Regions from separate parts of the Gossypium arboreum genome. Here region 1 is linked to region 2. Evidence: chromatin contacts called from public Hi-C data. All regions are on one chromosome and are shown on one strand. Each heading gives the region's core, a stretch centred on a gene start, on an enhancer-like site or on the middle of the called end of the contact. The rest is flanking DNA. Distances are from core to core; before and after follow the strand shown. Region 1 holds the start of LOC108477214 (BTB/POZ domain-containing protein SR1IP1). Region 2 holds the start of LOC108477394 (casein kinase II subunit alpha-2).

Region 1 (5,619 bases), core at 1,538-4,037, 260 kb after region 2:
ATAAAATATATAAAATATTAGTGTAAAAATAATTTTAAATAATGATACATATTTTGAATCAATTTGAGTTAAATTTAAGAGTAAACCACACCATTAGTCATTAAATTGTGGGTTAATATTTTTTTTGTCATTTAACTAAAAACAATTTCAATTTGGTCACTATTGTTTTCAAGTTTTTTTTTTGTCACTAGATTGTAAAAATGACACTTTGTAGTTGGGATAATAAAATTTTAATCCTCCATTTTTATACTTTTGGCCAATTTGACTAATTAGATATAAAATGATAAAATTGATTTAAAATATTAAAAAATTTAAAAATTTAAAATTTATGCAAAAGTAAATAAAGTTGGAGAAAATGAGGGAAATTGTTTTAAACCCTACAAATTTTCTTTCTGTATTATTTATATAAAAATATCTAATACCCATTCCTTGAAACATTAAGCAAAGTTATTGATTCTTTATTTTTATCTCCTTTGTTTCTTGACATAGTCTTTTCGATATAAGAAAAGAAAAAAATTCATGATATAATTCATTTTTACAAATTGGGTTTTGAAAAATAAACTAAATAAAATGAATCGATTTGAGTTTGAAAAAGAAAATTTTGTGATACATTATATATTTTTTTGGGTAAAAGAATGTCATTAGAGGCAATTTCCCATGCCTTTGTAATTTTAATTCTGGATGTTCTTTAAGAGCATGGAACTCATCTTGAAGATATTGCTAATTTGATTTCGAGAAAAGCGAGGAAGTATGTAATGATCTAACTTTTTTATTTTGTTTTTAATTTGTTTTTCGATTCTATAGAATGATTTTTTATTTCCCATACATATTAGTATTTAAAAACAACATATTTGAGATTTTATTTTTCTAGGATTTTTATATAGAACTTTTGTTTTTAAAATAAATATGATTTTTTTTATAATTCTATATAGAATCATGGTCTAGTTGATAGAAAATAAAAAGTTAAGGACTAAAATTGTTATCATACCAAGTTAAAACGTGTCACTTAACAGTTAAGTGACAAAAAAAATCAAAAATGTTAATAGCCAAATTATAACTTTTTAATTAAATGACAAAACTAAAACTTAACTATAGTTTAATAACTAATAATACAATTTACCTTAAATTTAAATACTATATATATAAAGTTATTCAAATTACCCTACATATTTGAATTTTACGAAAATTTAATAATAAAGATGAAAATTCCAACATCAAATTCCTTAGGCACAAGCCACCACTCTTCTACTTTTCAAGTTTTTTTTTTAAATTTTTAATTTTAAAACTAATTTTATGTTTTCATTTTTGAATTTCAAATGGCTTTATAGCATTTTTCATATTTTTAATGATTTTTTGAAAATAAGAAAAAAATTATTTTTAAAATTTTTATGTATTTGGTTTTTGAATTTTGAATTTTAAAATATTTGCTAATACATTGTACAAAATAAAATAGTGCCATGTCAACAATAAAGTATATATGGATTATGATGCAAGATTTCACATTGATATCTAAAGGTTAAAAATTTTTGGAAAATTTTTACAATTTCAACTTTTAGGATCTTTATTGAAAATATGAAAAAATTATTTTTAAAATTTTTATATGCATTTTTGAAGAGTAATAATCAAATTAATAAAATCTTAAATGCTAGAGCTTAAAATTACTTTATTTTAGGCTTAAATCACAAAATGTTATCTAAACTATACCTATTTTCTCAAGTTGGTACTTAAATTAATTTTGGTTACAAGTGGTATTAAACTATACTATGTTACCAAATAAATAAATAAATAGCAACTTGAGAAAAAAAAAGTACAATTTAGGTACCATTTTATGATTTAAGTCTTTTTGTAAAATTGTCACATTGTCCGATTAATGACAAATTTAAATAGTATTATGAATTGAGTCAAAAATATTAAAATGTCTAGAACTATTCATAATATTTACATAACCCTTAAATAAATAAAAAAATACGTTTTCTTAGGAAGAAAATAATGTTGATGTGAACAAGGTGAAGAGTAGCTTAGTGTGTTGAAGTATAAGGAGAAAATAAATAAATTTCAAGAATTGAGCTGCATATTTGATGAAATAGCCGGGAATTATTAAAAGAAGGCATTTAATAACTTAAGCTTTTGCATTTCATGGTTAAATTACCCCGTTTTTAATGTGTAAAAGTTTCCAGTAGCTATGGTGCCCATTAGCATTAGTCCTTTTAACTTGATTGCACCAAGAGTCAAAATTTGATAGAATAACATAATAGTTGAGAAAATGGGACAATTGCCTGCAACTAAATACAAAAATCCTTTTAATGTTGGTATAACCAGAAAATCCAAAGGATGGGGCCGGGAATAGCTGTGAAATGGATATGAATTATAATCCCACTACTTCATATCAAATCTTACCATGGATTGGCGACCAAATCAACTATCAACGTTATGAAGGGGACCCTTAATTTAAATTGCGTAAAACAGATGATCACGCTTTTCATTAGTTTCTGAGAATTTCTACCCAACTTTAGCAAATATACACCCAGTTATCTGCTGCCTTCAAAATGTAGGGACAAACTGATCTCTTCTATCATTTTCCTACTGCTGCTGATTGGAGACTAGTTACAGTGGCGAACAAGTTGTCGCTCACATCACCAATTACACAAGGGCTAGACTTGGAATGTTAATATGATGACTACAAAAGTAGTCAAAAATGTTTTCTCCATTATTACACTGTAAAACAATATAAGAGTAACATATTTAAAAATAGTAAGAACATTAAATCTTTTAAATATCCTGTAAAAACTAAAACATAAAATTTTATCAGAGATAGATGGGAACATTTGTGGATGGGAATATTTCCCACTTACAAGCTTTCGACCTTTAGCCGCCAAGGAAGTTGGAGCCATCTCATCTCTATAACCCACACCACACGCTGTTAATCTTCATCTATCTTCTCATGCACTCACCTCATTTCATTCCACTATTACCAAAATTGCCACTCATTTTAAACCTTGTCCACCGTACACCCTGCCCTCTAGTTTCCTTGTGAGGCCTAGTTTTGGGAATTCCCCATTTCTGATGGCTTTTTTTGTAAGGCTGAAGTTAGATAATGCAGTTTCATTAGAGATTTAGAGAGATGATAGCTCCTGCTTCTGCTTCTCATTTAAACATTCAAGGCAAAAGAAGAAGAGACAAAACATTGAAGGAAATGACATGTTTTTGTTGCTTCCTTACAACCTTGTAAAGTTATAAGCATCGTGTCCGAATTTCTCTGTGCCAACTGCCAAGGTTCTCATTATCTATGGCTTGATGGAGATAGAGATAAGATCATGGTAAAATCAGTTGAGTGTGTTCCATGGTGGATTTTGTTAAGGAGGAGATTGCACCTACTAGTTTTAACATGTCATCTAAAAAGGAGCTTCTTTCCACAGCCATGAAGAGAACCAGCGAGTGGTATCAGTATTATTCCCTTTTCTTTCAGTAACAGGGATCATTTTTGATGAAGTGGCTGCTGAAGTTGATAACCTGATCTCTTTGTTGTTTTTTCCAGGATTTTCTCTCAGGAGATTCCCAGTGATGTCACTGTCCAAGTTGGAGGAGTTTCTTTCTCACTGCATAAGGTAGAAATCAAACACTTTAATTCATGTATTTCCATTTATCAGAATGACAAGCAGCCGTAGTGTTGTAACCATGGTCGCTAATCGGACACAGTTGATGTTTGTATTTATTTAGTACCATTTATAGACAAGTTGGCATCTATATTTTGTTGTATATATGGCAGAACCGTGCACTTTTTGAACTTATTTCCTACTTGAATTGCAGTTTCCATTAATATCTAAGTCTGGATACGTAAGAAAAGTTGTAACGGAATCCAATGATGCTGATCATTCAATCATAGAAATCCCCAATGTTCCAGGTGGAGCAGATTCATTTGAACTAGCAGCTAAATTCTGTTATGGGATAAATTTCGAGATAAGCAGCGAAAACATTGCCATGCTAAGATGTGCGGCCGAGTATCTCGAGATGACTGAGGACTATGCAGTCGGAAATCTTGTGGGAAGAACTGAAGCCTACTTGAATGAAGTGGCACTTAAGAGTCTAGCAGGAGCAGTTTCTGTGTTACATATGTCTGAAAGCCTCCTCCCTATTGCAGAGGAAGTTAAATTAGTGAGCCGGTGCATTGACGCAATCGCGTATTTAGCTTGCAAAGAGAGCCAGTTTTATATGTCTAGCAGGTCTGATAGTGGCAATGATGGTACCATTTCTTTGACAACCACTAACTCGAGATCAATTGTCGATTGGTGGGCTGAAGATTTAGCTGTTCTTCGAATCGACATCTTCCAACGGGTTCTTATTGCAATGGTAGCAAGAGGGTTTAAACAATATGATCTTGGTCCAGTGCTTATGCTTTATGCACAAAAGGCTCTTAGAGGTTTGGTGAGACACCCATACCAACATGATGGACTTCTTTACTAGATATATGTTTGATGTCTAAAGTGCAGACTCTTTTTTTCATGCAGGAAGTATTTGGAAAGGGGAGGAAGAAAATTGAGCCGCGACAAGAACACGAGAAAAGGGTTGTGTTGGAAACCATAGTGAGTCTTCTGCCTAGGGAGAAAAATGCGATGTCCGTAAGCTTTCTATCAGTGTTGCTTCGTGCAGCGATATACCTTGAAACAACTGTTGCTTGTCGACTTGATTTGGAGAGAAGGATGGCCTTGCAATTAGGACAGGCTGTTTTGGATGATCTCTTGATTCCTGCATATTCTGTTACCGGGGATACATTATTTGATGTGGACACCATGCAGCGGATCCTGACGAACTACGTTGAATATGAAACTGAAGGCCACCATTTTGGATACAAAGAAGATGATGAGTACATTTCTCCCCCACCAAGTGACATGGAAAGGGTGGGAAAGCTAATGGAGAGCTACCTAGCTGAAATAGCATCTGACCGTAATCTACCTATCTCGAAATTCATCGGTCTTGCTGAACTCATTCCGGAACAATCCAGGGTAACAGAGGATGGGATGTATAGAGCCATAGATATCTACCTCAAGGTACATAAATCTCCATCTTAAGAATCTGCTGCAACTTTATTCCAAGACTTTGTACACATAGCAGTAATGGTGATCTTGAAGCATTTGCATACAAGATAATATTACTACTATCAAGATTCACAACTTTTCAGTATAATTGTTAATGTTATGATCTTTTTGATCCACCATACATATATTCCTTCACTGATTTGATTACAATCAATAGGCCCACCCCACTATTACTGACATGGAGAGGAAGAAAGTTTGCAGTTTAATGGATTGCCAGAAACTCTCGAGGGAGGCCTGCGCGCATGCGGCTCAGAATGACCGTCTTCCAGTGCAGACCGTGGTTCAAGTCCTTTACCATGAGCAGCAACGCCTTCGAGATGTTATGAATGGAAGTGGAGATTCCCCTGCTGTCATTCCTTCCAAGGTGAATTTATACCCTACTGATGTCCATCCAGTTTCAGGTGAACTGTCCAGCTTGAAAAGAGAGAACCAGGACTTGAAACTAGAGCTAGTGAAAATGAAAATGAGACTGAAAGAAATAGAAAAATCAACATCAGCAAAAACTGCAGTAAGCAGTCCCATGGGA
Region 2 (5,456 bases), core at 416-2,915:
ACAATTTTGAAAATATATAAAGGTCGACAGTGGTAAAGTAAATCACATGATTCATGATGCCTTCAAAATATTACCTGGAAGCCACACGGACATTATACTCTTTTCCAGGATGGTAAAACTCGGCAAGTCCCCAATCTATCAAGCGAAGTTTGCGCAGCTCATGATCTATCATGATATTGTGAGGCTTCACATCTCTGAGCATTATTCCTTGTGAATGACAGTAATCTAATGCCTACAAAGCAAAGAAATGTTTTCCTATCACCCTATAACGCCAAATGCAACCCAGAAATCCCCCAAAAGCTTAACAAAGCCAGTAATAATTTGGAATTGGATCAAGTAAAGAATAAAAACTACAAACGGTCATGCAACAAAAAATACCATGGAGCAGAGTTATATACATATTAAATTTTGTTACGAGTTGCGTAATTTCACCTTGAGAAGTTCGTATATGTAGTAGCGAATATCATAATCTGTCAAAGTTGGGTAGAGAACTTTGAAATCTGTATTGTTGACGTACTCAAATACCAAGCTAGGCGCCTTGGAGTGCTGATCTCTAACAATATCAAGAAGTTTAATAATATTTGGACCACCGCATAGATTCTGAAGGATTTTTATCTCTCTCTTAATCTACCAATAATAACAAAAAATAATGATAGGATTATTGATCATGGCGGCTATGCCTTAAGATTTCATCACATAAATATATAATTAAAGTCTTAACTAGCAACCTTTTTTTTCTTGACAGGTTTGAGGATCTTGATTACACAGCGTTCATTGTTGTTGACATTTTTACCCTCGAAAACCTCACTGTATTTACACCTTCCAACTTTCCGAATAACCTCATAATCATCTTGATCCTTAATACAGAACCGAATATAACCGAAACGATATCAATTTATGCTCATTGATGAACCGAATCGGATTTTCATTAGAAAAGTTGCAGAAAATGCTTAAGGTTAGTAAGATTAGAAGAAACAATTCTAACTGTAAGCAAATTACATAATCTTCAATTCAGATTAGCGGATGTGACTTGGTTTAAAAATTGATTAAAGGAAATTCGAGAACAACCTAATCAACGATCGATTTAAGAAATTTACCCCCATTGAACAGTGAGGGACTCGTAATCCCAATACTCCTTGGGACGAAGGACATTGACGTCAGAATAAACGCGAGATTTGGACATGACTTGCCAGCGATAAGGGCAGGAGATCTTGTCAATCTCACGGTTAACGGAACAGTAGTGGGCAAGCAGAGGGCGGGAAGCGAAGATGGCAAAAAATAGCTAGAGGTGGAGTAAGACTGGTGGGTTGGTGGTGGTGCGTCGGGCATAATTCATTCACTCAAGCCAAGCCAAGCCAAGCCAGCCCATTTATTTGAATGATAAGTTTTGGTTTTGGAGAGAAACGGGAGAGTACGGGAGGGGAGTTAGGGCCTTTGCTTGCTTAGCCGAGCTGAGCTGCTGGGATCTAACCTATTTTGATATTGAGACCAATTTCATGTTCCATCCACCGGATGTTTATCTCTTGAAAGAACAAAATATCTCTCCGTTTTGATATGAGCAAATTAGTTTCCTCTTTAAAAGAATAGTTGGTCAATTTTGAAGGAAAGCAATTATAACGTCCAATTAAAAAATCGATCATCTTCACCATTACTGTTAAAATCATAAATAACGAGATGTTACCCTCAACTATTTTTACGTATTATATCATAATTGATTGCAAATGAAGCTGAATTGATTGCTCTTAGAAACTCCAATGAAGCAGAGAAAGCTGATGAACAAGCCATTGGGGATAATTTGATAACAAAATTGGAAGGGGCTTTAAGCAATGTTGTCGTGCGAAGGGGACTCTATGCTGGGGTGGCGGTTCAGGTTGTGTAACAGTTTTTGGGTATCAATACTGTTATGTTATTACAGCCCAACAATAATTCAGTTCGCTGGATTTGCTTCCAACAAGATAGTATTGGTGCTTTCTCTAGTCATGTCTAGTCTCATTGCTGTCAGCTCCATTGTTAGTATAGCTTTCGTGGACAAATATAGGAGGAGAACGGTGATCGTCTCTATGTTTGGTATCATTTCTTTCAAGTTGTTGCTGTTGCTGCAGTAGAAAACCAGCAGAGTGGGAGAGGGAGAGGGAGAGGGACGGTGGTAGGAAGAGAGGGGAGGCGGAGGGGAGAGGGACGGGATGAGGAGGGAGGAGAGTTTATTTTATTTTATTTTATTTAATATTAATATAAAATTTAATATCGGCTTTTAGCACCAATAAAATTTTACCATATTATCAAATTTTAAACATATGAAATTATTATTATACACTTATATATAGAGAATTTATTTTATAAATCATTCCTACCATATTATTTATGGTATTTTTCAATTATTTAACCACATTTCAACAATTTTTTATGTCTTTAGCACATAATTTTGATATTTTTTTTACTTCGAATCCTAAATCTAAAACCTAAAATCCTAAATCCATAACTTCAGACACTTGATGTAACGCCCCGTACCCGAGACCGTCGCCGGAGTCGAATACGAAGTATTAACAGACTTAATTCATTACTTAAACAGCTCAAACAATTTATTTTTAAAATTTCCAGTCAAGCTAGCAATCTACGTCACAATAGCTTAAAAATTCATATCTCGAGTTCTGAAACTCGAAATCCAATTACGTAAATTTTTTCTGAAACTATACTCATATATATATTTACTAATTTTTTTCTAGAATTTTTGGTAAAGCCAATTAGTACAGTTTATTAGTTAAAGTCTCCCCTGTTTCAGGGTTCGACTGCTCTGACCTCTGTATATTACGAATCAGATATATCTCCGTACATAATTTCAATGACTAGTAAGTTTGTTTCTCTTAAAACTAGACTCAATAAGGAATCTGTACATATAAAGAATGACTTCTAATTATTTTTTTACAATTTATGATGAATTTTTAAAGTCAGAACAGGGGATCTAGAAATCACTCTGGCCCTATTTCACAAAAATTCAAATATCTTATAAAATATAATTTATATACCTGTTTTGTTCAATCCATATGAAAATAGACTAATTAAGCTTCAATTTAATAACTTAGTCATCATTTAATTCTATTTCTACTATTTTTAGTGATTTTTCAAATTTACATCACTGCTGCTGTCAGATTCTGTTTTATGGCAAATTTCACTTTACTAAGGATTTTCATGGACTAAATAGCATTTTAAACATACATAACATCAAATATGACTTAGATTGGCCATTCCAATAGCTAATCATTTACAAACCCTTTTCTTACCAAATGATAGCCATATCATAAGATCAATTACACAAAGTGAGTGTTTTGCCATACATGCCACATTCAAAATACACAAGCCATTTTACCAATTTAAGCCTTCGGATAGTGTGAACGAGTCTTTGACCTATCCCGATTCTCAAGCCGGCTTGTCAAAACTACAATGAAAGAAAAGGAGGGAGTAAGCACAAATGCTTAGTAAGTTCACATGCAAATAGCAAGTAACATAATCACACAATCTCACATAAAACATCATTTGCATAAACAACACCAAGACATTCATGTTTCATTTACATTTAATATTTTTCTACGATTTCATCATACCAAGTTTTTAACCCGAGGGTTTAAGCAGATACCTGTCAAATTTTCTCATTTACCACACTTACCAACATGTCACCTTCGTTTTAGGCCTTCTTCTTATTCACGTAAGATTCACCCGTTGAACACATCAGAATATAATTCGAATACGCGGATCTCATGAACATAAGAGCCATACCCGTAGCTAGACAAACTCAATAGCCTGCGGAACTTATGTAGCCAAGCTACCATGTAACCCGCCCATAAGTGAACTCGGATTCAACTCAACAAGCTCGGGAGTTCGCATCCATAAGTGAACTCGGACTCAACTCAACGAGCTCGGATGCCTAGTTACATCTCACGAACTCGGACTCAACTCAACGAGTTCGGAACTCAACCATCCTAGTGACATGTCACTTGTATTCTAATCTATTCCCAAGGTTCAAATGGGCGTTTTCCTCGATCACACATCTTTGCCGTCTTCCACGAAATATCGAAATCGATACTTCGGTGATAGTTCATACTCATCAAGTAATTCACATAATTACATATTATTCAACAATAACCACAAAGCATAATATTTCATGATAATAATCAGCATCATATCATATAAACAACATTAAATTGCTTAAAATGAAAATTATGTTACTACATTTACACATGAACTTACCTCGGTACAAAATTATTAGCAATCGAGCCTATTCTTCGTAAACTTTGTTTTTCCCTCGATCGCGACTTGAATCTCGTTTCTCTTGATCTATAATGCCAAATTAATCTTATTTAATACATACATTCATCAAAATAGCATCTAATACGAACTTTGGCAAAATTACATTTTTGCCCCTAAACTTTTGCATAATTACACTTTTTCCCCTAGGCTCAGGAATTAAACTTCATCCCTTATTCTTATGTTTTATGACATGCTGATCATTTTTCCCTTCTATGGCAACATCAAATTCACACTCTAACATGTACTTATGACTATTAGGTATTTTTACTGATTAAGACCTTTTACTCGTTTTCGCTTAAAACCGAGTAGTAAAAGTTGTCTAACATAATTTAAAACCTCATATTCTATCATAAAACACCAAAATACACAAATTTCACCTATGGTTATTTTTCCAAATATGAGCCCTAGGTTGAATTATTGCTAGCATAAGCTTAATCGAGCTACCGGGATTCCAAAAACGTAAAGAACATTAAAAACGGGGCTTGGAATCACTTACTATGGAGCTTGGAAGCTTGAAACAAACCCTAACTATGGAGAACCCTTGAAATTTCGGACTAATGAAGAAGATGGACAAAAATTGGCTTTTAATTTTGTTTTTAATTCATTTTAATAACTAAATGACCAAAATACCCTTACTACTAAACTTTCCAAAAATTCCATCCATGTCCAACTTTTGTCCATAGAATTAGAAATTGGTCAAATTTCTATTTAAGACCTCCTCATTAATATTCCAAAACAATTTCATACCAAAAACTCCTTAGAATGCAAGTTTTGCAAATTATTCGATGTAGTCCCTAATTTCGATTTAAGCACTTTAGGCATAGGATTTCATCACGAAAGTTTCATACAATCATGCAATCATATCATAAACATCAAAATAATTATAAAATAATTATTTTTATCTCAATTTTTGGTACGAAACCACTATTCCGATTAGGCCCTAATTCGAGATATTACAACTCTCCCCCCTTTAAGAATTTTCGTCCTCGAAAATCTTACCAGTAAATAGGTGTGGGTATTGGTTTCTCATAGTTTCTTCAGGTTCCCATGTAGTCTCTTCTACCCTGTGCTTTTGCCACAATACTTTCACTAGAGCGACACTTTTATTTCTTAATTGTTTGACTTGTCGAGCTAAAATCTTAATCGGTTCTTCT

What was found. Hi-C and Micro-C count contacts between places; a contact is called where the count stands out from the background.
Region 1: a contact with region 2 is called in a Hi-C map of leaf, with 5 times the contacts expected there. The contact joins the promoter of LOC108477214 here to the promoter of LOC108477394 in region 2. A contact is called at or near these places in 2 of 5 Hi-C or Micro-C datasets (both in leaf).

The regions. Positions count from the first base shown.
Region 1 is chr12:34,339,372-34,344,990 of ASM2569848v2, forward strand. It overlaps LOC108477214 (BTB/POZ domain-containing protein SR1IP1), which reads left to right and starts at 2,788. Exons shown (of 5, transcript XM_017779693.2): 1 at 2,788-3,438; 2 at 3,536-3,605; 3 at 3,808-4,422; 4 at 4,506-5,045; 5 at 5,251-5,619. The coding sequence starts at 3,341.
Region 2 is chr12:34,080,812-34,086,267 of ASM2569848v2, forward strand. It overlaps LOC108477394 (casein kinase II subunit alpha-2), which reads right to left and starts at 1,666. Exons shown (of 8, transcript XM_053023532.1): 1 at 1,098-1,666; 2 at 433-627; 3 at 75-232. The coding sequence starts at 1,103.